Linked DNA regions of Mus musculus: all the other regions are linked to region 2. A link is a contact called in public HiChIP or PLAC-seq and promoter capture Hi-C data. All regions are on one chromosome and are shown on one strand. Each heading gives the region's core, a stretch centred on a gene start, on an enhancer-like site or on the middle of the called end of the contact. The rest is flanking DNA. Distances are from core to core; before and after follow the strand shown.

Region 1 (6,062 bases), core at 2,869-5,368, 2.1 Mb before region 2:
CTTTGCCACACATCCCTCTGCTGGCCCTTAACAAAGTAGCAGAGGCAGCCCAGCGCAGGGAAGGTATTGCTCCATTCTCCATACACATGGCACGGAGATCTCAATTTCTAGTAAAAAACAAAGTGCAAAAACAAAAAACAAACTGATGAATTCCCAGTAAATCTAGCCCCTCTGTGACTCAACTTACCCAGGCAACCTGCAAAGAACTAAGCTAGAGGGGCAAATGGATCATATAAGTTCAAAGCTTGGTCTACATTGCAAGTTCCAGGATAGCCATGGCTAGAGAGTAAAAGCCCTGTCTTTAATAATAATAATTATAATGATAATAATAAAGTAAGTCAAATCCTTGTCAGAATGAGTTGAATTGTGTCCTCCCCCAAGAAGCTATGTCAAAAATCATAGTTTACCAGAAATGGGGCACTAACTCGGAACAGTGTCTTTGGAGGTTGTAATGCAGTTAAAATGAGGTCATACTAGATTGTGAGCATTAACCTGAATGACCGGTATCCTCATAGCACGGCCGTATGAAGACGGACCTTCAGGGAAAACCAACCTTGTACTAAGGCCCCCCCCCCGGGGGGGGAGGGAAGGGGGACGTTAGGCTGCTGCAAGCCAAACACCAAGGACAATGACCAGCTCAAGTTAGAATAGACAAGAAGTGCGTCTTTCCTGAGTCGCCAGAAGGGACGCGTCTTTGCCCACACTTCAGACTTCCCCAGAACTAGGAGTGAGAATGGACTCCCTGTTCTGAGCCCCTCGGTTATGGTGTTGTGTTCAGACATCCTACAGCTGCTCTCTCGCTCTCTCGGAAAATCAGATCATCATTGGGTAGCATGTGGCCCTTCCTCTCCCCTTGCTGACTTCGGCTCCTATTACCTCCAGCAGCAGCCTGGTCATTCCATTTGGGCACACTGGCCTCTGCCGCCGACCCCCCCCCCCTCCCCTCACACTCCCACCTCCCAACCCCTGCCCCTCCAGAACAGGTGAGACTCCACAGCCCAGGGCCTCACCACACATAGGATGCTTCTTTGCAAACACTGTTCCCTTTGCTGAAAGGAATTCTCTTCCCATTAATACACACAAGGTTTGTTTCCCTCACTTCTCAACCCTTTTAGGAATCTCTTCAAGTAAGCTCCGCCCCCCTTAACTAACTTCCAGCATTTACTAGCCAGGCCCACAGGCCACTGCCCCACCCCCACCCCATGGTTCACCACAGTACTTAACAGAACCCAACAGACATTTTCCTTTTAACCCTTAAAAGGTTCACTCCTGTGGTAGTTTGTATGTGTCTGGCCCAGGAAATGGCACGATTAGGAGGTGTGGCCTTGTTGGAGTGGGTGTGGCCTTGTTGGAGGAGGTGTGGCCTTGTTGGAGGAAGTGTGTCACTGTGGGGGAGGACTTTGAGACCCTCCTACTAGCTATGTGGGAGCCAGTTTTATTCTAGCAGCCTTCAGATGAAGATGCAGAACTCTCAGCTCCTCCTGCACCATGCCTGCCTAGATGCTGCCATGTTCCCACCTTGACAATAATGGACTGAACTTCTGAACCAGTAAGCCAGCCCGGGTTAAATGTTGTCCTTTATAAGAGTTGCCTTGGGGCTGGAGAGATGGCTCAGTGGTTAAGAGCACTGACTGCTCTTCCGAAGGTCCCGAGTTCAAATCCCAGCAACCACATGGTAGCTCACAACCATCCGTAATGAGATCTCTTCTGGTGCATCTGAAGACAGTTACAGTGTACTTAGATATTATAATAAATAAATCTTTAAAGAAAAAAAAGAAATAAGAGTTGCCTTGGTCATGGTGTCTCTTCCCAGCAAGGGGAAACCCTGACTAAGACAACTTCCCTCCAAAATGTTCCCGGTGAGAAAGGAGCTTCACTGCCTCTATTCATTTACCAAAGGAACAAATTCCTTCCTACCAGGACAAGTGAAATGTTATTCAAAGCTAGGTGACAATAAACTGAGCATGGTGGTTCAGGCCTGTTATTCTTTGAGGAGGCAGGATCAGTTCAAGGCCAGCCTGGGCTATCTGAGAGCCTGTCTTTTTTTTTTTTTTTTTTTTTTTTTTTTTAAGTGTGACAAAAAAAGATTTCCATTAATTTAGTGGGCCAGAGGCATTGAGAATTAAAGGGCGGGTACTAGGTTCGGATGGGGGTGGGGTGGGGGTAGAAAGGACAGTATGTGAACCGGATTTTCTTGGTTAGACTGAAGGGTTCCCCGCTGGTCCATTGTGGGAGAGAAAAGCAAGCAATTTTGAAACTGCCTAACACTGCTAACTCAAAAATCAACTCTTACCTATAATTTGGTGTCTAGCCACACCCTTGTAGAAAACAACTAGTCTCTGAAATCTTTGAGGCCAAATCTAAAACATAACCAGACCAGCCATTGCTACGTTTTTTTACTTATTCGGGGTTTAGAAGGAAGTCTAACAGGAGTGGCTGGGGGAAAAAAAATGACCTCATACAGTCTCTAGTCAGAGAATAAAGCAAGCTTTGGATCATCAGATGATCAAAACGTTTATGTTACAAAAACAAATCCAAATCAGCAAGGAGCCAGTTCATCCTGTCTGAAGTGGTCCTCAGGGCACGCACACATCCTTTTTAAATTTTTCTTTTTCTTTTTCTTTTTTAAGTTAAAACCAAAAAGGTAGAAAACTCAAGTTTTGTTACCTTGGGGTTTGGCCTCGGGTTCTGCCAATCCCGGTGATGAATCACAAGACTCCTTGAGAGGCGATCTGATTGGAGTTTCAGCTTCAGGAGTCTCAAAATTACCTTCAGAATCCGAGCTGCCGAGGGGGAAAAACGAGGCATTACCACAGTCAACGGTATTTCCAACTGCCTTTAAAACGTACTCAGCCACCAAAGTGCAAGTACAGCGCCTCTAACTTTACAACCAACCAATCCTCAACCCAGCCTGAGAACGGCTGCAGCATTTTCAGCGATGCCCAGCATCCTAGCTCCCCGAAATCTCTTTCGTCCTCTGAAGCTTCTCACCAGGACCTTTTTTTTTTTTTTTTTTTTTTTTTTTTTTTTTTTTTTGTCATCGCTGCCTTTCACACGCACAGACACACACACAAAAAGACTTCCCAATCAACCCTTTCCAGGGGCGTAAAAATTAATATCGCCCCACCCCCCAAACTAAGCCAATTCTAGCTATACTGTTCTTCTCCGTAGGCCTCTACCTGTCTGGAAGTCACTGGAAGCTGAAAATGCCGTCACCTGCCTTCCACAATCACACGTGTGACAGCTCAGCAGAGACCACCATTTCTCACCAGCTGCCAGGGACCTGTCATCACGCGATCCTCTTTTACCAAGGCTGCATTTTAGGACACTGCGGGGCCAAGAAGGGCGGTGGAGCGACTTCTTGCCCACAAGGGGAAAACGCTACAAATCGCACCTGGCCTTATCAACTGCCACTACCCGGTGCCGCTGCGTCGGAGCCGGGGTGTCGACGCTTCGAGAAAGCGACCCAGGCAAACCGGGATGCGCAGACTGCGGATTCGGGGCTGGGTTCAGAAAGCTTACAGCGAAGACAGAGGACGAAAAGCACACGGGCAGACAGAACATCCCGAACTTTCGGGTACACAGCGGGGACCCGGCTGCGGGCAGCAGAGCCGGGAACACGGTTGCGCGCACACAGCATTGACCGCGGTGGGAGGATGGCGCCCGCCTGCATCTCGGCTGGGATGCGGTGTACTTGCCTGAAACTCAGGGATTTGGTCTCGGCTTGCGAGTCCTCTTCCTCCTCGGGGTCGCCCTCGGGACCTCCGGCTTCGTCCTCTCCGGCGCCCGAACCGCGCACCGCGGACCACGTCCACTTGGCCCACTGCACGGGCGACAGGATCTGCCAGGGACTGAACGCCATGAGCGCGGCTGCCGCCCCTGCGGTGGGGGAACGGCGGCCTCTTCCTTCAAAATGGAGGGGCCTTGACAGGCGCCGGCAACGTCGCCGGCGACCCGCGGATGTGGCTCAACGAGCGCCGTCGGGCCGGGCGCAGCGCTTCCTCCCACGGCCCCGCAGCGCCGCTCGCCCCCGCTCCTCCGGGCCGCCGCGCCGAAGCTCGCCCCCGCGCGTGCCCGCTCGCCCGCCCGCTTCTTCCCCCGCCAGCCCTGCTCCGCGTCGCTGGGCTCTGGGGTCCGCTCCCGCCTGGAGCAGCCTCGGCCGCCGCGGAGCCGCGCCCCTGGAGCCGCCCCCTCGGACCGAACTACTGGCGCGGCGCGCGGGGGCGGCCGCTTGGAAGCGCGCTCCCCCCGCCGCGCTGGTCGCGCCCGGCCTTGGGCAGGGGCTGCTCGACCGCGCTCGCCCTCCCCGCGGGATCCGCGCCTGCCGCGCGCCGCGCGCCGCCGCCGTCCATTTCCGAGCGTGTGCGCGCCGCGGCGCTGTTCCTCTTCCCCTTTTATCTGTGTTTCCTGCCGCTAGGACTTAATGGCGTGGCTGAAGCTGCGCTGTACAGAAGTTAAGCCCCTTATTTAAAAACAAAACAACTCAGAACCTCTGTAGAGTGTTGTACCCGATCCTTGACACTGGTCAGCGCCATCCTTGTTACGCCCAGGATTTGGAAGGCTCCCAGGTTACAGAAGAATTGAAGTTGTCTTGCCCTCACCAAGCCACACTCATGAGGGCTCCGGAGTGCCCTGACCTGGGATAGATGCAAAATTGCCCCCTGATAAGACGGCCTGAGCCGTTTCCTGTTGTTCTTTCTTTTCATAACTTTAGGCTTTTTTCAGATAATTCCTGGGTCCTTGGTTTCTGATGTCCTTTGCTTCTTCAGTACAGAGCCATCAAGATCTGGTGACAGTCTTCAGAATAAGGCTTTTACCTCTGAAGGTGAAGAGAAGAATTTTCCCCCCTTTATCTTTGAAGGATTCCACTAAGAGACTGCCCCAGGTCCTCTCTCCCAGTGAATTCATTTCCTCCAAAGCCAAGTTTGAGACCATTAGCTCATCAGTGTGTTTTCCATAATACTGACATTTCTCAGTCTCAGAGAATCTGTGAGGTGGCTACAATTCCCACAGAGAGTGTGCCTCCAAAATTCAGAACAAAGTCAGGCGAAGATTTTCAGGATGCTCATGAGCTTACCCTGAAAGAAGCTGGCACCACGTCGTGTACTGCAGATGAATCACAAATGTCTTATACACTTCATAACAAAGACAAGCAAACATGTAAGATAAGGCTTGGCAGGTATCCTACCATAATAAAAAAAAAAAAAAGGCAGGAGTATACTTTAGAGCCCATTACTGCTTCTTGCCTGAGATAAACACGACTGTCAAAAGTGTTGAAAGACTTTTTTTTTAAAAATGTGAGCGGAAGTCATTTTGTTTTAGGTCTACAAGAACTATGCCAAGACTATCCAACTGTCGTTGTCTTGGGTTTATGATCAAGCAAATCTTCAGATTAGAAACCCCTGTAGCTTGAAAATAGTACCCATGTAAGTCCTTACCTGGGCTTGATCATTCCTCCTCCTCGAGACTGCTACCCTCTTTTTCCCTCCTCCCGATCCTCGTGTGCCTTGCATAGCTCCTGCACTCCAGAACTTCTCGGAATTACAGTTTGTCCCTCAGGGCTTTCTCTGCCTGGTTAATCCTGCTTCCCAAACCATCAGCAGCAGAGACCCAGATATAACCTTGATATGCCCAAGAACACCTAAGAGATGGTACAAACACAAGTCCACACTGGGGATGTACCCCAGAAGGGGCAGCATCTCCAGCAGGGCTCCCGGCCCTGAACTCCATTCCTAGCCCCGAAGCAAGAGGAAGAGGAGAAAAGGGACAGGGGTGTCTAGACAGTCTAATGACAGCCTCGGGGCATTGTCAAAGGGCAGACTTGGCAAACAATACTTAACGTAAGTCGACCATGGCTCTTAATTCCAGAACTCACTCTCTCTTTGCCTGCAGGGTTTTCTGCGTTCCTGAAATACACCTCTTCTCCCATCTGAACTCCAAGTTTCCCCGAAAGACCTCTGGCCTTGGCTGGTCAAACTTCTCTCGTCACTCAACTCAGTGACTACTGCGGGGAAACCAACTGGTCTATCTACACTTTCTACCCCCTTTATACATGAATATTC
Region 2 (5,819 bases), core at 2,881-5,380:
TGGTCTACACGGTGAGTTCCAAGCCAGACAAGGCTACCTGGGGAGAATCATTTCAACAACAACAACAACAACAACAACAACAACAACAACAACAACACAACAGATTAGATAGATGGATCTCAGAGATTATAGAGTGCTCAGCACTAAATGGGGGTTTGTATTAGCTCTGTTTACCCCAGGCTTGGGATCCATCTTGGAGAGAGCAGAAAGACCAAAAGAGCCAGAGGTAGGGAACAACTACTATGGAATAGTATTTTCTGGGCATGGGAGGCCCAGAGCTCACAGGAGTGCACACACAACACCTCTGTCTGCAATCACATCATGTGCACAAGATCAAGTCAGCCAAAGTCCCAGCATGGATGAAGGGGTTAGAAAATCTACCCCTAGCTGCGGAGCTACCAGGAATTGATGGATTCAGGGGCGGGAGTGCGCCAATGTCCTTCAGGGATGTGCTCAGGTATGGGTTGCACATGCTCCAGTGGGTAACCTATTGCTAGGCACATTCTGACAGTACTCTCTGGGTTTACAACAGAATACAGGGGGCTGGTGAGATGGCTCAGTGGTTAAGAGCACTGACTGCTTTTCTGAAGGTCCCGAGTTCAAATCCCAGCAACCACATGGTGGCTCACAAACATCCGTAACGAAATCTGATGCCCTCTTCTGGAGTCTCTGAGGACAGCTACAGTGTACTTACATATAATAAATAAATAAATCTTTAAAACAAAACAAAACAACCAAAAAAAAAAAAAACAAACAAACAAACCCCAGAATACAGAAACTTCAGAGGGAAGGTGGTAGAGGGGACATGGGAGGACTTGGAGGGGAGTGGCCACCCTTGACTTGTAACTTTCTTCTTAGTGTTTTGAAACTTCCCTGAGGGTTGGAGAGATGACTCAGCAGTTAAAAGCACTGGCTGCCCCCTTCCAGAGGTCCTGAGTTCAATTCCCAGCAACCACATGGTGGCTCACAACCATCTGTAATGGGATCTGATGACCTCTTCTGGTGCGTCTGAAGACAGTGACAGTGTACTTACGTACATAAAACAAATAAAAAAGGAAGAAGGAAAGAAAGAAAGAAAGAAAGAAAGAGAGAGAGAGAGAAAGAAAGAAGGGGAGAGAGAGAGAGAGAGAGAGAGAAGAAAGAAAGGAAGGAAGGAAGGAAGGAAGGAAGGAAGGAAGGAAGGAAGGAAGGAAGGAAGGAAGAGAGAGAGAGAGAAAGGAAGAGAGAAAAGAATCTTCCCTGAACGTCCGGAGTCAGGTAAGTTTATTTTCTGAGTTTTTCCTGTCTCCCTTCTCCCTCAGGCAGGGAATGTTTTAATTAGGGGTAGAGTGTTACACAACACCAGAAAGGTAGGAAGATTCCTCTCAGACTTGGCCCTGTGAGTCTTCCAGTCTGGCGGATCACTGCAGACTTTGTAACATTCTTTATAATAAAGTGGGGAACGTAATTATCTTCCCTGAGTTCGAGGAACTGCTATGGCATATTCTTCAGGCCAGAGAAGCAGTGTTGTGGGCAGTCAACTGACAGCCGGCACTTCAAAACACACAGGACACAGTCTCCACTGGGAATTGGAATCTGAAGTCTTCTGAGAACACTGGCTCCAGACAGGCAGTGTCAGACCTGGTCTGGTAGAGCCCTTGCAGTAGGATAACTTTGCTCTTGTGAGAAATCTCCTCTTCCACATCTGACATGAGAAGTATGTGCGACCTTGTCTGTGAGGGGGGTCTCCCCCCACCCCCTCCTCTTTCAGACAGGGTCATATGTTCCAGGCTGCACTTAAATTGTGTTTTATAGCGCAGGATGACCTTAAACTTCTGATCTTCCTGCTTATATCTCCCAAGTACAGGGAGAACCAGTATTGGCCACCGTACCTAGCTTCTTACATCCATTAAATATTTTACACTCCTTTATTTTGTGTGTGTACATACGGTGCATGTAAAAACATGTTATGGAGCTCATGTAGAGGGAAGAGGTAATTTTATGGGAATCTGTTCCCGAGCTCTCATAGGGATGAAACTCAGGTTAGATTTGGCAATAAGTACCTTTATCTGCTTGGTCATCTCAATCCCCCATATCCTTTTATATTCCATTAGAAGACTTGATATGAATGAGTGCCTGCTCTGAGAGAGGCAGAAATCACCATAGGCAAAATGGGTCTGCAAGAGAAAGAATTGAGCAGGGAATTTGTAAGAAAACTCTAAAACGATCATTCTCAGGGCCATGTGGTTCGCAAAGCCCAGGAGGGAAGCTTATCTTCCCTGGAAAGCTACTCAATGGAGCTACCAAGGCAGGGAAACGGTGCTTACCCTCAGGCTCAGGTCCCTCCTAGCTGTGGCTGTAGGCTTGTGGGCAATCATCTTTAACTCCTCAACTTATCCAAGTGCCTTAGGGGTAATAGAACACTGTCTTAGTCAGTGTTCTATTGCTGTGACGAGATACCATGACCACTGCAACTCTTATAAAAGAGCACATTCAATTGAGGTTTCTTGCTGTTTCAGAGGTTTAGTCCATTGTCATCATGGCAGGGAGCATGGTGGCACACAGGCAGACATGGTGCTGGAGATGTAGATGAGAGTTTCTTATTTGGGTCTGTAGGCAGCTGTAAGAGAGAGCCACTGGGCTTGGCTTGGCCAATTTTTTTTTGTTTTTTTTTTGTTTTTGTTTTTGTTTTTTTGTTTTTGTTTTTTTGAGACAGGGTTTCTCTGTGTAGCTCTGGCAGTCCTGGAACTCACTTTGTAGACCAGGCTGGCCTCGAACTCAGAAATCTGCCTGCCTCTGCCTCCCGAGTGCTGATCCCCCAACCTTCCCTTCCCGAGTTCTAGGATTATAAGCTTACAAAGTGCCACCACGTTCAGTTTTTATGTTGATGCTTCGGATTTAACCGTGGACTTAGTGTATACGTGGTAAACTGTCTACCAAGTGAGCTGTGTTCCAAGCTTCCCCTTCCCCGTGTTTTTTTTTCTCTCTCTCTTTCACGGTTTAAGACAGCGTCTTAACATGTCTGGCCCAGGCTGTGCATCAAACTCGCCACAACCATGTCTGCCCTCAGCTTTTCTGTAATGCTCCTGTCTCAGTTTCTCTGAGCTAGCATGCCCAGCTTAAGTCTCTCTCTCTTCTTTCTGTGTCTGAGACAGGGTTTTGCTGGGTAGCACAGGCTAGAATCCTCCTGCTTCAGTCTCCTCATTGCTGGGACAAGTGTGGACCACTTGAATGCTGAACTTGGATGTTGGACTTTATAAACAGGCCCTTCCCTGAAATCGTAGTTCCAGGAAATCTGGGGCCTCTAGAACAACCAAACAAGGCAAAAAGCAAAACCCCTTTCAACATGCTTCTCCCAAAGGGAGGAAGGTGGCCCAGTGTGTTCTCTCAGGCCAGCCCGGACAACAGTGAGAACAGGGTTCTGGCCCTCCCTCGGCTGTCAACTTGGGATCCTCCTAGGGCTTCAGCCTCCTCACGGTCGGGATTATAGGCATTTCCTACCATATGGAGATTGATTGACACAGACACTGTAACCGATTGGACATGCATTTTCCCTTCCCTCCCTAGTGACTACCAGACAAAGTGCTGGAGTGGAACCCAGTCCAAGTACTATGCGGATCTTTGACCGGTTAACTCTAATCCTCCCAGCCCACAGTACGCAGAGCTTCGATCCTGCCCATTCCTCATCAGATTTATATTCGGTTCCTAGCTGGCTGGCTAGGTCCCTCTTACTCTTCCACTACTCCTTCCAAGTCCAGGAATGTGCGCTGTGCAGCCGCTGCTCTGACTCCTAAAAACTGTAAAACTGTAAAAGCTGTAGAAACGTTAAGAATGGCGAAGGATCAGCCCACCCTTTCTTCTCTGAGGATCGGCCTGGGATCGAGAGGTCACATCCTAATATAGAAAGCAGGCGGTCTGGTGCGCTGAGACGCTGCCACCAAATCGGAGAGTTCTGCCACCGTCATCCCTACCTAGATCTTCCCAGAGTCTCGGGGAGGAACCAGGGAACCCAAGGGGCCCACACTGGGGTTCCTGCACTGGAGAGGACAGAAGCTGCCTAGGTCAGCAGCTGGGGAACCACTTGCAGGCAGCGGGCTGGGGCTGGGTGGGGCCGGGCGGACCGCAAGTCTCAGGGGGCGTGGAGCCCAGGCGGAAGGGGCGGGCCGGGCACGAGAAGGGCTGGGCCGAGGTGCCGCGGGGTTGCTGGAGGGTCGTGGGCGGCGTGCAGGAGACATGTCGGCGGGCAGCAGCTGCAGCCAGACTCCCAGCCGGGCCATCCCCACTCGCCGCGTAGCCCTCGGCGATGGCGTGCAGCTCCCGCCCGGGGACTACAGCACCACTCCGGGCGGCACGCTCTTCAGCACCACCCCGGGAGGTAGGCGCTGGCCGGGGTCACGGGCGACCTCGGGGGGCTGGAGGATACGTCGGGATCCGGAGTCTCACGTGCGACGGGGAGGGCGGCATTCGAGGGGTTCGGTAGCTGGCCAGAACGGACGAGGGGCGTCGGGAAAGCAGAAGGGTCACCGTCTCGGTTGCTCGCCTTCTGGGTGTGGTGGAGCGTGGTCTGGAACCCGGCTGCAAACTGCCTGCATTATTAGCCTTTTCCTGGGAGATACGGCAGAGTGCCCTGAGCATACAGATAGGCACTCTGCCAGGACCACCATGTGCTTAAGGGCGACCTCTGTGGGTGTCAGGGCAGTTTGGGGTGGGACAAGATCAGGGAAAGAGGCTGGCCTGGAGATTAAGTTTAGTTGATCTCCCTTGGAATAAGTGACGCCTGCACACTTTTTTTTTTTTTAACCTTTCCGGAGGCAGCCCTCTTTGCTTTGGACACTCGCTCATTAATGGAGGCTGGACGCTGAGGGTGCTTCTCTGCCACCTGTGGCTTGTGTTAAGAGAGAGATTCCTGCAGGGGCGGCGTCTGGTGTAGTGCAGAACAACACGTTCCTCGGGCCTGGGGGGCAGGGCACAGCGTTGAACTGGCCCAAGTGGCGGAGGATGAGGAAGAGGAAGCTGAGTTGGCGCGGGTGGGGGCCGGCCTCCGGGAACCAGGCATTCCCAGCTTGCCCTGGAGCCCCAGTATAGACGCTGATGAAACCTACCCGCCTGTTTGCATGATGAAATCCTCGTGGCTCACTACTTCCCTCCCAATCCTCGCGCCGCTCCCACCCACTTTTGCGCTTCTCCCCTCCCCGGTCTCCTCCCCCAACTACTCCTCTTACAACTCAAAAACAAGAGGAATCCTGGCGCGGTGATGAACCTTGGGCTACTGCTGGCGCAGCCGGGCCACATGCCTATTTTCTCGGGCAGCTGTCCCTGCACCAGGGAGCACAGCCAGATCCCAGAACCAAGGCACCGATGAAGGGATCTTGGAGCTCAGTCAGTGTCCACTGGGTTCTGTGATCTTCAGGACACAGCACCAAGGCCTCGCTGCTTGAGCACGTGTCTGTTGTGCATCGTCATGCTGAGTTCCTACACTCAGCAAGAAGTAGCAAGCAGGGCAGGGGGAGAAAGCCGGCTCCCTCTTATTAGAAACGGCCCAAAGGAAAAGTTTTCTGCAGGCTTCTGGCCTCCCGTTACTGGAGTTCTTCAACCCCGCTGGCCACTTTTTAGTTCACGCTGTTGCCCCTTTGTCTTTTCGCAGAACTTTGTGTTGAGCACAAAGTTTCACAGAGAGTTGAGTCCTTTTAGGCGAGGTGTGAATCAGGGTGTATTTTTTATTTTTATTTTTTATAGGCACCGATACAGACCTAAAGGCTCTGGGAAACGTTTATTTTCTCTCTTGCCCGTCCCTTTCTGGATGAACAGGTTAGCTGGGTAGCAATAGCCAGTACTGTTTG
Region 3 (5,450 bases), core at 2,016-4,515, 2.2 Mb before region 2:
TGGTACAGGCCCACAAGGGAAAGTACATGAATATCAAGAACGGAGTGAGAGGGAGGCTGGGGAGTTTGTCCCTGCAGTTCAAGAAGCCCACCCTGCAACACGTCAGCCCCATTGCAGAGCAGCCGTGGTCAGAGGAGGATGTGGTCCAGCCGGACCCTGTAACCCATGCCAGAAGGGCAAACAATCAAACATTGTTTCCAAAGGCTGTAGGGTCTCTTTCCTCGGGGACTAGGAGGAGCTGTGTCCTCTCCTCTAAACTAGTGGTTCTTAACCCTCCTAATGCTGCAACAACCCCTTAATAGAGTTCCTCACGTTGTGGTGACCCACAACCATAAAGTTATTTTCATTACTACTTCATAGCTGTAATTTTGCTAGTTATGAATCATAATGTAAATATCTGATTGATATGCAGGATATCCGATATGGAACCCTTTTGGGGTTGTTTGTTTGGCCAAAAGGGGTCGTGACCTACAGTTCGAGAACCACTGCTGTATACCGAGTCCTGTTGGTAACCCAAGCTAGAGGAGCTGACTTTACAATGCTGTACGCCACCTCTTTTCATGAGGATAAGCTTTTCCTTCCATCCCTGTCCTCACTCTGGGCTCTCCTATACATGGCCAGGGATGGGGGCCAGAGGAAAGTGGGAGAAGCTATGGGAAGAGAACCCGGAGTCTGTACCACCGCAGCTTCGGGAACTAAGTTCTTCATTTACTGACGGGAGCTTGGAATCACAACAGGTAGGGGCAGAAGTGCGGAGGGAGGTGTTAGAGGGGGTGTGAGGGTCAGTGATACTCTAGATTTTAACTTCCACATCACTCATCACTGTGGTCTCGAAGAAGAAGGAGAAGGAGGGGAGGAGGAAAAGAAGGAGAAGGAGAAGAAGGATGAGGAGGAGGAGAAGGAGGAGGAGGAGGAGAAGAAGAAGAACAACAACAACAACAACGAGAGGAGGGGGAGAAGGAGAACAAGAACAACAAGAACAAGAAAAGAGGCGAAAGAAGAACAGAGGAAGAACAAGAAGAAGACAAGAAGAGAGGAAGGGGAAGGAGGAGGAGAAGAAGAAGAGGAAGAAGAGGAAGAGGGAGGAGAAGAGGAGGAAGAGGGAGAGAAAAAGAAGAGGGGGGAGGAGCAGCAGCAGTAGCCTCTGCTGGCTGGGATACTGGGGGTAGGGTGCGGGCATATACTCTACATACAAAGAAAAGGCACAGTGAGAATTACAAAAGAATTCCAGCATGAACTGTGAAATCCTCACATGTGAAGGCTCTGACTCAGCAGCTCTCTCAGGTACTCACATCTGGCTCGATCTTAATCAGTGCAAGGTCCAGTTTATGGTCGATGTCTTTGACGGTGGCTTCATACCGGGCCCCGCTCTGGAGCTCTACCTGGATCTTCTGCTGGTTGGTGAGGACGTGGGCATTGGTGACAATGAGCCCATCCTCAGACACTATGAACCCAGAGCCGCTGGAGGAAGGGATTTCCTGGTTGGTGAGAGGTGATCTGTTCCGGAACAAGTCAGTAGCGTGAGCAGAAGGGAGGGAAATCAGGGAATCCAGCCTTTGTGTGTGAGTCGCAGGAAGCCTCACGTTTATCAGCTACGTTTCCAGTTTTCTCATGCATTTACTCTTGCCTTACCCACTTCCATGTGCTTTGTGAGCTGCCTGAAGCTCGTCCTGGCCATCTTTTCTGAACACAACTGAGATCTGGGTCCAGGATGGTGTCTCCTCCTTTAGATCAGTGTGGGAACCTGTGTGTCTGTCATCTGCAGCGAACAGGCCAAACCTGGTGCTAACCCTGTGCTCACACTACTGCCACAGCCTCAGAATCTAGCTCTTAGTTCCCACTACCAACTGGCGTTGTGACTCAGAACAAACTAAGTTTGCTCTCCATTTGGGTTTCCTTGCATGCAAGCGAGTGCTAAGGCTAAACAAGCCCACCAAATGCTCACTACTAGCTCCTACAGTCAGCCTTTAGTTTTGCTGTGGGATACCGGGGAGAAAGAAACACCAGTCACCAATACGCACTGCTGTAGCTTCAATTTAGAAGCCAGAATCCTTGCGCTTGGCTCTTTGCTCTTTAGCGAAATAACTCTTAGCAAGTCAGGTCTCCTGCAGGCTTTGCGGAATTCTACTGCCCACCTACACCCCAGCCAACTCTTTGAATCTGTGTTTCCTCACAGCGGTTTTAATGGTCAGAAATCTGGCAACCAGCAGGTGAGGTAGTTGATCCTAGATGGGACCTTTACCTGCGGAACAGCTGCAAGTGGACCACAGACGGCGCCACCTTCTCCACCACTGCGGCGATGAAGTTGTACTTTCTCCGGAGCCGCCCTGCTCTTGTGGTCCCTGTGAATAAACGGTCCACGGTGAGTGCGTCCCTGGATGCAGGTGTCGCATCTCAAAATTCCCCAGCATCTCCCCGTCCCTCTTTCTCTGAAGGTTCTCCAGACCAGGAGATGAAAGGACCCTCCCTGTCCTACCAGAGGGAAGAAAAGGAGAAAGGGAAGCCCAGTGGCAGCCAGTAAAGAGACCAAAATTAACCAGGCAAGAACACCAGGAACAACCACAACAGGTTGAATCCCTAGAGATGGCGAAGGAAGGCCCACTGAATTCGCGAGCGAGCGAAGTTAGAGCACTCACTTCATCTCCCTCTGAAAAGTAAGAGAAGTGTCAGGAGATTCGCCCGCGCCCCGCTCACCTGCTTCCTCGCAGGCACCCTTCTGCACTGGCACAGCCGGGAGCGCGCCCCGCTGGCGAGCGGCTCGGTTCTCCTTGCGGAGCGCACATAGGCTGGGGTAGGTGCGCCCATCGCTGCCGCACACTACCGCATCCTCAGCACCCTCCGCGCAGCCGCAGGTGCCCAGCCACGCGCCCCCCGAGGGATCCCGGGAGAACGGGGCGCCGCAGCGCAGCCTTGGGGCGCACGGCCGGCCCCGCGCCCCGCCACACTCCTGGCCCTCGGCCGCGGCGCACACTCGGCAGCAGCCGCAGCGATCGGGAACCGGCGCCAAGCCGGCCGAGCAGGTAGGCAGAGTCGGGCAGCGCGTGGGATCGCAGGCATCGGGACAGGGCAGCGAGACTCTGGACCTCCTGGCCTCGGCCCACGGAACAGGCACGGCTGGTAGCAGCAACCACAGCAGGAGAAACTGTGTTCGCACAGCCCACAACCGCTGGAAGCTCATCTTGCTCCCTGACCTCGTCGATTCGACTGTTTTTCCTGGCCTGGATGCTGCCTCAGCCAGCCTTCGGACTTTATAAAGGTCAGAGTCTGGCTCACTTCTACACACACACACCCATATATCACCCACCACCCATGCCATCCCAGGACAAGGGCCACCCACCCCAAAGCCATGAAGGGAGGGGTCCACTCAAAAACCAGTCTTGGGGCAAGGGAGAAACGTGACCACCCACCCACGGCCACGAGATCTGACCAGGAAAACACACAACCAGATTTCCTATTTCACATGTTTTTATTACAAAACAAGCAACCAACCAGTTTTTAGAAAATGACGTTTTGCTACATACCAATTAGGAGCTCACACAACGTAAGAAGCTGGAGTTTCCATGCACTAAGCTCAGTGCTTGCAGGAGGTGTTTCACGGCTCAAACACTGGCTCAAACGGGGCATGCCACACCTTCATAAACAGAGGGCCCAGCAGTCACACTGTGTGTTTTTGCCAAATATTCACTTGATTCAACGCCTACCTGGTATAAGTGACTATAATTGACTCAGGCAGGCAATAACACAGAGAGAGAACGAGGGACTGAGGAAAACAGATTTTGGGGGGTGGGGGTGGGGGAGGAGGTTAAACAGGCGACATGGGAAGCCTAATTTCAAAAACACTGCCGTCTGCTACCAGATAGCTGTTTATTTGGTTGACACTGAAAACAAGTATCAAGTCTACCGCTCAATTACCAGTCCACTGCTTACTCAGAGGGTCATATAAGTCCTGTGTAGAAAGGGGAAAACCAAACCAAACCAGTTTGCTTCCAGTAAACTAGGACGATGGACCTTAAATCTTCCCGGAGGGGCAGCCTTCTACTTGGAAGTAGAGCTGTCACTCCGCCACTTTGACCAGAGGTGCCACTTTAGTTTGCGGTCTCCCATATCCTCGGTGTGGTTCGGAGAATGAAAAACACACGCTTCTTTTTTTTTTTTTTCCCCTGATTATCACCTGACCCGAGTAAGCAAGTCCACCAAAGCATTGAAGAGTAATGGATAGGACATACTTCAGCTACAGAGAACAATACCTTCGAAGCTTTATAGAAGGACCCAACCCCAGAGACTGCTTTTATTCCACACAGGAAATGCAGTATCTTTTATAATCCAGAAATCCCTTCGGATTTATCCACAATCTATGCTTAACCACAAACCCACACGCCATCACACCTTGAAAACTAAAGGTTTATGCACCATCTTTGGCTCACATTAAAATACTGTCCTAGGCTGGATATGGTGGCATAGACTTGTAATCCAAGCACTCAGGAGGCTGAGGCAGGAGGATTATCAGTTCAAAGCCAGCCTGGACTCCGTAGCAAGACTCTAGCAAAAAACAAATTTAAAGGGTGTGTGTATGTGTGTAAATACAGACAGAAGGGGAATTCTGAAACAAGAATTGAGACTTTAAATGTTTTGAGGCTTCACAAAGATAATTATATTTTCTGGGCACCGCTATTAACAATGTTCTAACTTGCAAGTCTCATGTATGGGCTGGTTAGGATCACTGAAACTGTACTTTTCCTTTGTTTGCATAATATACACCGCATTGTGTTTAACATGATCTCAGAGTGTGTACCGAAACCTCTCAACTTTCTGTAAGGACCCGTTGATGCAGCACTAATAACCAAGCCAACAGTTTCTAAGAGAGGGACAGACAGATTTTGCAATTTAAACGCCAAAAGATGACCTCATTTCCTTGAGCCAGGGCATGTTCGAGGCCCTTCAGGAGTTCCTGATTTATTTTTCATTCGTTCCTCATCTTCACATTGAGCAATTCTGTTGAGCAGCCAAAGAATTTTCTAGGGGAAGATTTTAAGCTGAAACCAGAGACAAAGGGCACTGACTTTTGAAGTAGGTTGTAACCTTATTCGCTCCTAAATAAATAATCCCCGAACCCTGAAAAACCAAAACACACAAAAGTTTTTTTTTTTTTTTTTTTTTTAGGGGATGGGAGACACACAAGATCATGAACAGAAAGAGAAAGAAGCCCACTGATTTTTGTTTGGTTTTCTTTTCATCAGGATCACAAGGCCAGACAAAGTCGGGGGACAGCTCCCACACACGGAGCCCAGAAGTCTTCAGTGTGGCACCAGATTCAGGGTCACAGTCACATTTGAAAGAGCATGCTTCCTCTCACCCGGAGAGCTTTATGCCTGTTTTTGCTTTTGCATTAACTATGGACACAGAGTGCTAACTAGCTTAAATAAAAAATGCCTCCTAGTCTCTTAGAGCTA
Region 4 (5,767 bases), core at 1,218-3,717, 2.2 Mb before region 2:
AGACAATCACTCTGACGACTTAAATAAATAATGTGTTGGAAATTCTTAACTGCTAACCAGTAAACCCCGGGCCAAGGAATGGGGAGGCAAAGGGGCTGTTTAAACCTGTGTGTTCGATGGGAAAGCATGTGTTTTGAGATTCTGGGAGCCAAGATTTGGATCAAAGGTCTTCCAGATACAATCCCCCAAAGGATGGTGCCCATCTTCCCAGTCTAGCCAATCCTTTCTCTTGGTTACTGGCTTCTGCTGGGCAGGGCAGGGGTTTTTCTCTCCCCACAGCCTGTCACACTGCAATAATGTTTGTTCTGCTTCCTTCCTTTCCAAAGCCTAGCAGATTAGATTGCTGAGTCCTATCCCGCTTAAACCAAGACAGACAAGAAAGTGAAAGTAAGACTGCCCAAACTGTTCATGGAGGAGAGATCTCACAAGGGGAGCGCTGTGCCCAGCCCAAACTCCTAGCAACCAAGGCCCCCTGGAGGGGACAGAATAAAGAAAGCCTCCTTGCTTTCTGAGACCCAAAAAGCGTCAGCAGTCTACATCCAGTTCAATCTGAGCCATCTAGCCGGCCACAGGGACATCGCCCAGATGTGCACCTGTATCGACTCGAGGAAGTATCAGCGGGATGCACACATGGCCGTGTTCCTGCTCCTTGGTCGTCTAGTGTTGTAGCACACACCTGGGAGCAAGTGCAGGACTGCTGCTCTCCTGGGGTTTGGTGGGCCAGCTAACACTTGTCTCCCTCCCTCACCCCCTCTGGGGCTGGAGGGTAGGGGGGGTCAGGTGAGGGGGGGCTTTGCAAGGCAAGCTCTCTATCTGGAGATACATTCTGCTGTCCCTTTCCCACATCTGCAGAGTTGCTTCAGCAGCAGCCAACAACCAAACCCTGTGTGTGTCCAGGATGGATTGTGTCCCTCAATAAAAACCCCAATCCCAAGAGATCTGAGCTCTCTTCACGTCACTGGGATGACATGAGGGAGGTTGCAGGCCCTACTTCCTTTCACACAAGGGAGAAGCAGCAAGCACTAATGTAAGGGAAGAGAAGGGTGTGCCATCTCTCCACCAAAGGACAGGCAGTTCCCAAATTGATCCCGGGTAGAAATTCGCCAGTTAAGAGGTAGGTAAGACTCCCATGTAAGCCAGCTAAAACTCCACTAAGGGTACCAGTAATCTGTAAAAAGACATCTGCAGATACAGCCAAAGGACTCATCAGTCTAAAGACAATAGCTAGAGAAACGTTGCCTGACACAACCTGAGGCCCCACCTTTCTTCTGTTTCTTCTCAGTGATAGCTTTCATTCATTTGCTCAACAAACTCTACTCTTCTTAGAACCCTGCCTCAGGCAGCACCCAGGGAAAGCTAAACTCTGCCAAGGCCACTGATTATGCTTCAGAAATCCTCCTCTGGCTTCTCCAAACACCAGGGACTCCAGTTTGATGCTCTGCACAGCCAGGGTCCTTCACTAGTCTGACAACTCCCTAAAGACCCGGTGAGCTGCTGGCCCACTGCTAACTCAGTACGTTCTTATTACCAAGTTATTATCATTATTATTAACAAGTCACTAGATGCAACCAAGTTGAAGATAAAACTTCTACCCTTCCTGTGTCTTCTGCTTAGCTGTTGCTGGAAGCGTTATACTCCTCCTGGAGGGGGGTGGGGGGGTGGAGGAGTGGGAGGCAACAAAGAAAGAGTGGGGGATGGGGGACAGCTAATCAAAGACATTAAGAACACTAGCACAATTTTGGAACTTCAGCCTCTACTGCAAACCAAAATGCTCCCAGGAGCCGCAACTGGTTCGTTCTCCCCTGCTCCTCCTCTAGTGTTTATGCGCCTCTGAAAAACTCTTAATTGAGTCCAATCAGGGACAGAAGGAGTACAAACGGAAGATGTTCACGAAGGAAGGAAGCCTTAAAGGTGAAAGACTCGGGGCAGGGCTGCCCAGGGCAGAAGGTGTACAAGGGTGCCCTGGTCATGCCCTGATACTTTTTTTCCCTTCCCACACGACCTGGCCCCATCTCTCCTTTCTTCTTTTCTTTTCCTTTTAAATTTTAAGTCTCCATGGCTGAGCAGAACAGGGAAGCGCGGACGTTAAAGGGGACAGCCTTTTGAGGCTTCCCCTCGAAAGGGTTACCTAACCTGGAACCGACCTACGTTTTCCACCAAGTCACCTCCATTGCCAGGAATCCCAGAAGCCCATGGCGGGAGCAGACGAAAGGAGGAGTCTCCCCAGGGTAGCATTCTAGGCCCGCGCCAAGTTAAAAAGGAGTGAGAAGGAGAAGGAAGAGGCTCCAACACCCAACTCGTGCCTGAGGGACTTGCCTGGGACGTTCTCTGCGCTCCTCCCCTACCCGCTGCCCGGGCAGTCCTTGAGGGGCTACCACCCCTGTGCTTGAACCTCGGAGAAGTTTCGCCGCTGCAAACGTGAGAATCTGCAGCTCCACAGGACACCGCCCCCACACGCCCCACCCCACAGCCCGACCCCTGGCGGTGGCGACCTTGGTCACCCAGGAGGCGCCAGTGCACTGGAGGAGGGGCTGCATTTGGGGCTTTCCTGGGAGCTAGGGGAGGTGGCCCATTGGGCCACCTCCGGTCGCCGTCCACCACCCGGACTGGCGCCACCAAGCAAACCCAGCCGCCCTGCTCCCCTCTCTGCCCTCCGCGCCCGGACCCTTGCGCCTCTCTGCCCGACTCACCGCGCTCTGCGCAGCAAGGGTCGCATCGGGTCCCAGAGCTCTGCGCCTCGGGGCTTCGCTTCCCGCCTGTCCTGCGGCACACTTCTCCCTTATCCTCAGCTGTCCTCCAAGGCCGTCTCTCGACTCTTTTTTTCCGGGTTAATTTCGTTTCACATTAAAGCAAAACCCAGCCCCGGATGTGAGTACAATGCTCCTCGGGCCTCCAGGGGGGAGGAGAGGGGTGCGGAGACCTCGAGGGGACAGCAGCGGGGGATGGCGGGGGGGAGGAGGTTGGTGGGATGTAACCCGGCTGCAGCAGGTGTCCGCGATGGGGTGCTCGACCGTCACGTCCCGAGCCTACTTCTGCGCACTGTGCAGCCGGCCCAAACCGCGGCTGCCCGGAGGGCGAGGGGGCGTTGGGAGTTTAGGGGTGGAGAGAGGAACGCATCGCCCCCTGCGGTCTAAAGTGCACCCCCCGGAGCTAAGAGGGTCGCCAACGCCCTGACCCAGCTTGCCTGGCCCTTCTTGGAGCACGGAGAGAAGTGGGAAAGAGAAGCTGGATTCGATAGGTTCAGCCTAGGGTGACCAGACAGAACTCCAGCGCCCTCGCCCTTCAGTCACACAGCAACCCGTAGGTATCAATCCGGTGCTGGGGCCGATGAGGAAACCGAGACTCCAAGACATTAGGTAACTTGTTCTGGGTCCCCAGTCAGTAGAGGGCAGGTCTGTCCGGTCTAACGCAGGCCTCCCTCGTGGAGACATTGACATTTAAATATAAGTAACGCCAGGCAGACAAAGTGGACTCAATTTTACGGTAAAATTGTCAGCCCAGGGACCGAGCACCGAGAGATGCGGCTTTGGGGGCTGGGGGCGGGGAGGAGGATGCTGATGTCAGCCGTGTGGGTCCAAGGTACTCGGAGTGTGTAGTGAAAAAGTCGCCCCCGGAAGCTCTGCAGGACTAGGCCTGGCTTCGCGGGTGGGAAGTACGGTGCGAGGCAAAGGCAGCCTGGCAGCCTGGGGGCTGAGGGCTGCAGCCAGGTGAGCCGGCAGGAAGGCGGGACGCCCGGCAGCACACGCCCCGAAAGCTCCCCTGATGAAACCGCAGGCGCTTCCTCTTCTATTTTGATAGCCAAAGCGAAAATGAGCCGCCCAGTTCGCTCAGGTGTGAAAAAAAGACGTTTGCTTTAGAACATTATGCTCTGAATGAGGAAGGAAAAGAAAACGAGGTGGGGAGAGGGGAGCCATTTCCCTTGAAATAAACATCAACGTCAATTTTGTACGTTTGAGGAGGTCCCTTGCCCTGCATTGGGGCTTCAAGTAGCATTTCTCCTAACCGGCTCCCATTCCTTAGGCAGCTGGTGACCCGTGACCCCGCTCAGTGCCTCAGTTTCTATATCTGGGTCAAGCGAGTCAATTCTTGCGGGGTTTCCTTCCTACACAAAGGTGCTATGTACTTTTTTTTTTTTTTTTTTTTAACGAGATGGTCATTTTTACCGTAAAATGGAGGCTGCTCTAAACCATCAGCTCAGGTTAAATTTGCTGAATGAGTGCTGCCCAAAACTCCCGCTGGGGTGATCGCTAAGCAGCAGTGCCGTGGTGCTTCGGATTTCACGGTATGGTTCCTATTAAAACCCATAAAACGGCTCCTGTGAGGCCTGCCTGACTCACCCAGTCACAGACCCACAAATATTTTCTGAGCACTACTGTATTGGCTGCCTGGCAGGCAGAGAAGCCAAAGGCCTCAGTTTCCAACAAAGACAAGGTAGGAACCTGTGTGTACCCTTCTGGGCCGCAGAGAAATCCGCCTTCAATATCCTGAAGAGCCAGAAGAGCCTCTGTGACAGGTAGTGAATCTCACCGACTGGTAGCTTTGAGTGAGCCTCAGCACAGTTGAGGTCAGCTTTACTCCCTGGGGGAGAGCAAGACCCGGAGCTGAGGAAGGCTCATACTTCACCGAGAGCCTCCTTACTGCTGCCTCCGGGAGTAGACGATAATTTCTGCACGGAAACCCCTTCTAGCATCCTGGTTTCCCCGGCTTCTCAGATAACCCCTTCACGTCCTCTAACAAACACCTCAGAGCAGGGCTTCAACTCAACTTGTCTGTCTATCTGTCTGTCTCAAAAAATACATATACCAGACATGACACCATTTTAACCAATTTAATGTGCACCCGTGGTAACATCCAACGTACTGTTCATCTGTGGCCACTGTATAGTTCCAGACAATTTCCATCCTCTCTCTTTTCTTTCAGCCTTAAGTAATCACTAATTTGCTCTCCACCCAGTCTACATATTTGGGACATTTCACACAATGGAAATCAAAGGACAGCGGCATTTGTATCTAGCTTCTCCAGCCTTTAGCATCTCTTGATAAATTCATTTTGAAATATTTTCCTTATCTTGACTTTATTCATCTGCTTTGTCCCACTGCACTAAACCAACGATATGAGTCTCACCTGTAGAGATAAGGACGCCAAAGACTGTTTCGGGCACCTCCCCGGATCAGAGCAACATAAGTTCCAAAATCTGATGAAGATTTTGCGGCTAGTTAGTGGTCTCAATTCGCTCCAGAATATAGGGCTTAACTACTCCTAGATTCTTCCAGTAGAGAATCGTCCCCTGAAGACTGGAGATATCTAGTCAGAACCTAAGCATCTAAGGAGCCCTCTGTCTAACGCAGCTGTTTTGTTCTGCACTTTCTATTTTCGAAGCTAATGGCTGGTGACCTAGAGAGGCCAATGACATGGAGTGGTAAGCCAGTGTTCCCTCCAGGGAACCGTGTTAGTCTCTGCCCTCAGAGGTTCCTGTTATCAAGCTATTGAGCTGCAGCTGGGGCCACTTGATGAGGCCAAAGTCAATTCGCTCGGTCCACTTCACAACAGTGAGTTTTGCCCAGAGATAAACTGCTTTGGGGCCAAGTAGTATACCTCCAGGAGTCTCCAGGAGTCGGTGGCCATTTTTCTAGGCCATTTTACTTGGTTTTGTTTGGTTGGGTTTTTTTTTTTGGGGGGGGGGGGGCTGGATTTCAAGACAGGGTTTCTCTGTATAGCCCTGGCTGTCCTGGAACTCACTTTGTAGACCAGGCTGACCTCGAACTCA
Region 5 (5,483 bases), core at 822-3,321, 2.2 Mb before region 2:
CAGTTTAAAATCCTCCTCACACCAGCTTAGCTCCCAACATGGCTAATGGGAGGATGTCCCAGTTCATGCTTTAAACATCCTGTATTCCAAAAACTCAGCTGATTTTGGAAGATCATTCACTTCAGGAAATTTGAGTTGACTCACAGCCCCACCGCCAACACCTCAAAACCTGGCTCCGCCTCGCTCTCTCCACTCTCCTAGAGTCCAACCCCCATAGTGTATTAACCTATTAACCAACACTCTGATGGTCACACTCCTTAGAAATCTTCATGCCCCAAACCAACCTACAGGGTGACTGTGACTCCCTAGCTTAGCACAGGTCTCATCCGTGGTGCCAGTCCACCTGGCTTTCCCTCCCAGGATCTCTTTCCACAAGCTACCTAACCACACATTAACACTCTCACCCTTTTCCAACAAGTTGTTTTCTTTTATAACCACTTACTCTTGGAGGGGGTAAAAATAAAGCTCCTTATGTTTATAATGGATCCCTCCACTCTTTTTAAGTTGAAATTCTCTCACCCTTTTAGCTCAGTTCAAAAATCACACTTTCAAAAAAGGAAAAAAAAAAACCACACACACACACACACACACACACAACACCAAAAAACAAAAAACAAAAACAAACAAACAAAAAAAAAAAAACCCTTCAGCATCTCTCCTATATCTTAGTCCACATGGTCACCCTTTAGATCCTCCAAAAGCATCAGGAATGGGTTTCCTTCCTGATGAAGGCTGGATAGATTTCCAAAGCGAATACTCATGCCTATGTGAGCAGCTGGCCCATTGCAGCAGCAACTGAAGAACACAAGGATATTCCATTCATTTTTATGCCCATGTGTAACAACAAACATATACATGTACTAAAAATATAATCTGGTTTTTGCTGGCAAACACAAGAAGTTAGAGATTATTAAAATTTCAGTTCCTTTCATAGCGATATTGTTAACTAGAACAGCACGTTTCATCAGACACGTCCTGGAAGCATCCCATTGAAAATTTGTCAGTATTTATAAACTCCAGGAGGACGCTAACTTAATTAAAAAGGAGAAAGCCAAAGACAAGAAGCTGTAATTAGTTTCGTGAAGGTCAGCGGTCCTGAACTCAAATCTACACTCATCACCTTTGAAGGCAACAATTTTGTAAAGCCTTCTATTGTCCATAGTGTTCCCGGAGCTCAAAGAGATAACTAAGCCATGCAAACACTAATTTAATACAAAGGATGAAATAAATAACTTATTTCCAGGAAAAAAAGAACCTAGTGTGTTCCCATTCAGTTTCATCATCCACAATATAAATATCTTACATATTTACGGGAAGTTTCACAATTCAGATGTGCTGGCGAACAGTAATTTAATTCTTTCCGATAATCCCCTGGGTTAAACAGAGCAGAGATTCTTTGTCCAGATTTAGATAGATTGAACTACAGGCTCTAGAAACGTAGCGTTTCGTTGATTTTATTATTTTAAGTATCCTTACTAACAAAAAAAAAAAAAAAAAAAAAAAAAAAAACGGCCCAAGGAAAACCCGCCCTCTTCTCCATCGGGATCCCTGTGGACCTACTGCTGAGTCGTCCAAGACGGCGAACGTCAAACCCCAAATCCTGATAGACTGAAGCAAAAGTTCCATCTCCCAGCCCAGAGCTGGTGACAGCCACTCCACCCGCAAAGCACTCGCTGCAGCCCGGGAGTAGCGAGCGCACCGCCACAGTGCAGCCGGCCGCCGGCCACCGGGCTCCGGGTCAGCGCTGACAGGGGAGCCGGAGCCCAGGGTCCGCCTCGCAGCCCTCACCACCCAGCACTCACTCCCCACAGCACGGTTCCCGTCCGGCACCCACCTGGTCGCCCGGCCTCGAGGACTGGGCCCAGCAAGCCACACGCCAGCAGCCACCTTAGTCGCAGAGAGGCAAGGGGCGAGAGCGCGCGCGGCCCCATAGCGAGGGCTTCGGCAGGTTCCGCTCAACGCGCGGCCGCCGCCTCCGCCCCTTCGGTCATCCTTGCAACCCCGCGGGGGCCCCCGGGCTGGCGGGGCGCTCGCCCTCGGCGAGCACGCGCGCGGCACTGACGCAGCAACCCCCCCCCCCCCAAAAACCCCGCCCCTTTCCCGATCCCGCGGCCAGAGGCTGACGTAGGGAAAATACAGTCTGGCCAACCCACCGGCGGCCGCCGCCGCCGCCGCTCCAGTTCGCGCCCGGCTGTTCCGCCCCTCCGCCCGCTCAGCGGAGACTAGAGAAGGTAGGAGGGGCTGGAGGGCGGGGCTAAGGGAAGCTCCACCCTCCCTCCGCTCCGTGCAGCAGTGAAGGGTCTACTGGAGGGCGGAGCGAAGCCAGGCCACACCTTTCCCCTGGCCGTTTCTGATTGGCCGTAGTGGCAGGCGGAGCGTCGAGCTGCGCACGGGTTGGCTGTGGAACGGAGGGTTGCGTACCCGACGTAGAGAGAGGCCTGACAGCGCCGGGCTCCGGTGGGCCGTGGCGGCCTGGCTTTGTTTTTAGGCCAGGTCTCTAGGACCGGCCCCCGGGAAGATGGTGCTGGGCGGCTGCCCTGTGAGTTACCTATTGCTGTGCGGCCAGGCGGCCCTGCTATTGGGGAACCTGCTGCTGCTGCACTGTGTTTCTCGGAGCCACTCGTTTAATGCTACGGCCGAACTGGATCTCACACCCTCGGGCGCCGCTCACCTCGAGGGTCCCGCGGCCTCAAGCTGGGAATACAGCGACCCCAACTCGCCAGTCATCCTTTGCTCTTACCTGTAAGCTGCCGGGACGTGGCGGGCGGACCTAGAGGGGGATCGGGCCAGGGATAGCTGTTGGTTGTGGGAGCGGAAGGCTGCTTCCACCTCGGGGAGGTGATTCCGGGACTGGTGCCTCTCAATTGCCCTGCCACAGAAAGCAATTAAACTGTGTGTTAGTGGTAGATACTGGGAAGGAGTAATGTAGGCTACAGAACCCTTCCACTTCCTGCACCCTTTCTGCTGCCTTGGTTACAGGATGAGTTCAAGGCCAACCAGCCAGCCTGGGTAACTTGTCTCAAATTTAAAAAAAAAAGAAAGAAAGAAAATTCAAGGGCTGGAAATGTAGCTCAAAGGTAGATAGCACCTCTAGCGTATCCAGTTCCCAGTACAGAAGGAGGAACAGATATTAAAAGAGGAACGAAAATAGCATTGCGTGCGGACACAGAAGCAATCGGCAAAAGGCACTGATGAAAAATCTTACTGATTTGCAGACCCGACGAGTTCGTAGACTGTGATGCCCCAGTGGATCACGTTGGAAATGCAACTGCCTCCCAGGAGCTTGGTTATGGTTGTCTCAAGGTGAGGATTTTGTTCTTTGTACAGGCACCTTCGTGGGAAGCATGGCCGGGTGCTGTTAAAGAATTACAGAAGGGCATACAGACAGACTTGATTTTTTTTTTTTTTTTTTACAACTTCATCCGTATAACTGTCGCTGGAAACATGACAAAGGTTTTAACGGCTGAAGAGCACATTTGCTTTCCTCAGGAACCAACCATGCCTGTGCCCAAGCCACCCAAGTGCAAAGACCAACCTGTATTGCTTCCTTTGACTGTTGAAACTAACAAATTAAAGCCAAGACATCGACTGTACTTTCAAAGCAAGGCTTTTCTTAACAGAGCAGCAGCAACAACAGCAAAGCCATGCACTTTGTAAAGCTGGTGCTGAACTGGCCTTTCTTGGTTACACACGCACTTGGAGCAAGTTCCTCATGCAGGTGACAGCCGGCCTGCACCATATCCGTTGGAAGTAGCTAGAGTCTGTCAGTTATGATTTTATTTGAGGATAAAACATTCCAGAGAAGCCAGTAGTATAGCCTTAAAGTGAGTGCATCTAACTTGGTCTCTCAAAACCCAATGAAGTTTGGTTTGGTTTGGTTTGGTTTGGTTTGGTTTGAGTTTTGTTGTGCTGGTAGGTTGGTTGTTTGTCTGTCTGTCTGTGAAAAGGTCTCACTACAGCCCAAGCTAGCCTTAAAACCAGGTTCCTCTTGCTTGAGCCTTCTAGCGCTAAGATACAGGTCTGCATCACTGTGCCTAGCACTAAGATACAGGTCTGCATCACTGTGCCTAGCACTAAGATACAGGTCTGCATCACTGTGCCTAGCACTAAGATACAGGTCTGCATCACTGTGCCTAGCACTAAGATACAGGTCTGCATCACTGGGCCTAGCACTAAGATACAGGTCTGCATCACTGTGCCTAGCACTAAGATACAGGTCTGCATCACTGTGCCTAGCACTAAGATACAGGTCTGCATCACTGTGCCTAGCACTAAGATACAGGTCTGCATCACTGTGCCTAGCGCTAAGATACAGGTCTGCATCACTGTGCCTAGCGCTAAGATACAGGTCTGCATCACTGTGCCTAGCGCTAAGATACAGGTCTGCATCACTGTGCCTAGCACTAAGATACAGGTCTGCATCACTGTGCCTAGCACTAAGATACAGGTCTGCATCACTGTGCCTAGCACTAAGATACAGGTCTGCATCACTGTGCCTAGCACTAAGATACAGGTCTGCATCACTGTGCCTAGCACTAAGATACAGGTCTGCATCACTGTGCCTAGCACTAAGATACAGGTCTGTATCACTGTGCCTAGCACTAAGATACAGGTCTGCATCACTGTGCCTAGCACTAAGATACAGGTCTGCATCACTGGGCCCAGCTCATACTTAAGGAATTTATGTTACCACCTTAGCACTGTAGACTCGACACTATATTATAATGCAGGGTTGAGTTGTGAGAAAACATTTTTGCCACCTCAGACACAAACGAATAGGCTTTGTAACACCACAACCAAGAGGACAGCTCTTAAAGTAAAGAGATATTTTAAATACACTGAAATTTTGCCCTCTAGGTAATTGGTAAAAGTCTGACTGGCATTCCATAACGGTAACTTAGTTGTGACTATTTTAATTAAAAGCTGAATGTATCGACACAAGATTCAAACTCTGCCTCAGCCAGGGTCCTCAAGGACTGGTAACACTCAGAGGCTGTGAGAAATGAACACTCCTGTTCTCCAGTCTCACGCTGCTGAGACAAGGGAAACAGTGGGAAAGCAATGATAAGGTACGAGGGAGACTGAGTGGCTCTGCTTTCTCTGTTGGAAATGAATTAAGTAAAGGGTAGAACTCTGATTCTAAACATTTTTACTGGAGCTAACCTTATACTGGGGTAGACTACGCAAACCTATCACCATGTGTGGCTTAAGTCCTCAACCTGATGATAGTCTGAATTATTTTCTGATCTTATTCTTTTACTGTAAATATGCAACAGAGGTTCTAATACTCGCTGACATGTCAATTTCCATTCCAAAACTGCTACATTATATGCCTGTTAATCCAGGATACTCAAGCCATTGTATACGTCTCTGCAGCTTGTTTCTGTTTTACTATATACTGAAGAAGCCTGTCGAAAAGAAAGGTTTACTTAAAGCAACATTCACTTAGGATGGACTACTAAGTCACTTGAAGCATCTCTGAA

The links. Promoter capture Hi-C pulls out the DNA fragments that hold promoters and counts their contacts. HiChIP or PLAC-seq counts read pairs in DNA pulled down with a chosen protein or histone mark.
Region 1: a contact with region 2 is called in a promoter capture Hi-C map of neutrophils, with 3 times the contacts expected there. The contact joins the promoter of Tacc1 here to the promoter of Eif4ebp1 in region 2.
Region 3: a contact with region 2 is called in an H3K27ac HiChIP or PLAC-seq map of bone marrow-derived dendritic cells, with 15 times the contacts expected there. The contact joins the promoter of Htra4 here to the promoter of Eif4ebp1 in region 2. A contact is called at or near these places in 1 of 39 promoter capture datasets (neutrophils) and 1 of 115 datasets of contacts at active chromatin or transcription factors (bone marrow-derived dendritic cells).
Region 4: a promoter capture Hi-C map of pre-B cells shows a contact between it and region 2, with 2.5 times the contacts expected there. The contact joins the promoter of Plekha2 here to the promoter of Eif4ebp1 in region 2.
Region 5: an H3K27ac HiChIP or PLAC-seq map of embryonic stem cells shows a contact between it and region 2, with 5 read pairs. The contact joins the promoter of Adam9 here to the promoter of Eif4ebp1 in region 2. A contact is called at or near these places in 2 of 39 promoter capture datasets (liver and pre-B cells) and 1 of 115 datasets of contacts at active chromatin or transcription factors (embryonic stem cells).

The regions. Positions count from the first base shown.
Region 1 is chr8:25,197,424-25,203,485 of GRCm38.p6, forward strand. It overlaps Tacc1 (transforming, acidic coiled-coil containing protein 1), which reads right to left and starts at 4,119. Exons shown (of 13, transcript NM_177089.5): 1 at 3,699-4,119; 2 at 2,668-2,783. The coding sequence starts at 3,862.
Region 2 is chr8:27,256,197-27,262,015 of GRCm38.p6, forward strand. It overlaps Eif4ebp1 (eukaryotic translation initiation factor 4E binding protein 1), which reads left to right and starts at 4,131. Exons shown (of 3, transcript NM_007918.3): 1 at 4,131-4,354. The coding sequence starts at 4,213.
Region 3 is chr8:25,035,697-25,041,146 of GRCm38.p6, forward strand. It overlaps Htra4 (HtrA serine peptidase 4), which reads right to left and starts at 3,266. Exons shown (of 9, transcript NM_001081187.3): 1 at 2,695-3,266; 2 at 2,243-2,342; 3 at 1,293-1,497. The coding sequence starts at 3,178. Plekha2 (pleckstrin homology domain-containing, family A (phosphoinositide binding specific) member 2) reads right to left here. Exons shown (of 12, transcript NM_031257.3): 12 at 3,448-5,450.
Region 4 is chr8:25,099,344-25,105,110 of GRCm38.p6, forward strand. It overlaps Plekha2 (pleckstrin homology domain-containing, family A (phosphoinositide binding specific) member 2), which reads right to left and starts at 2,468. Exons shown (of 12, transcript NM_031257.3): 1 at 2,317-2,468. 5830408C22Rik (RIKEN cDNA 5830408C22 gene) reads left to right here and starts at 2,836. Exons shown (of 2, transcript NR_155282.1): 1 at 2,836-2,868.
Region 5 is chr8:25,014,851-25,020,333 of GRCm38.p6, forward strand. Adam9 (a disintegrin and metallopeptidase domain 9 (meltrin gamma)) reads right to left here and starts at 2,072. Exons shown (of 22, transcript NM_001270996.1): 1 at 1,835-2,072. The coding sequence starts at 1,931. Tm2d2 (TM2 domain containing 2) reads left to right here and starts at 2,361. Exons shown (of 4, transcript NM_027194.3): 1 at 2,361-2,742; 2 at 3,216-3,303. The coding sequence starts at 2,519.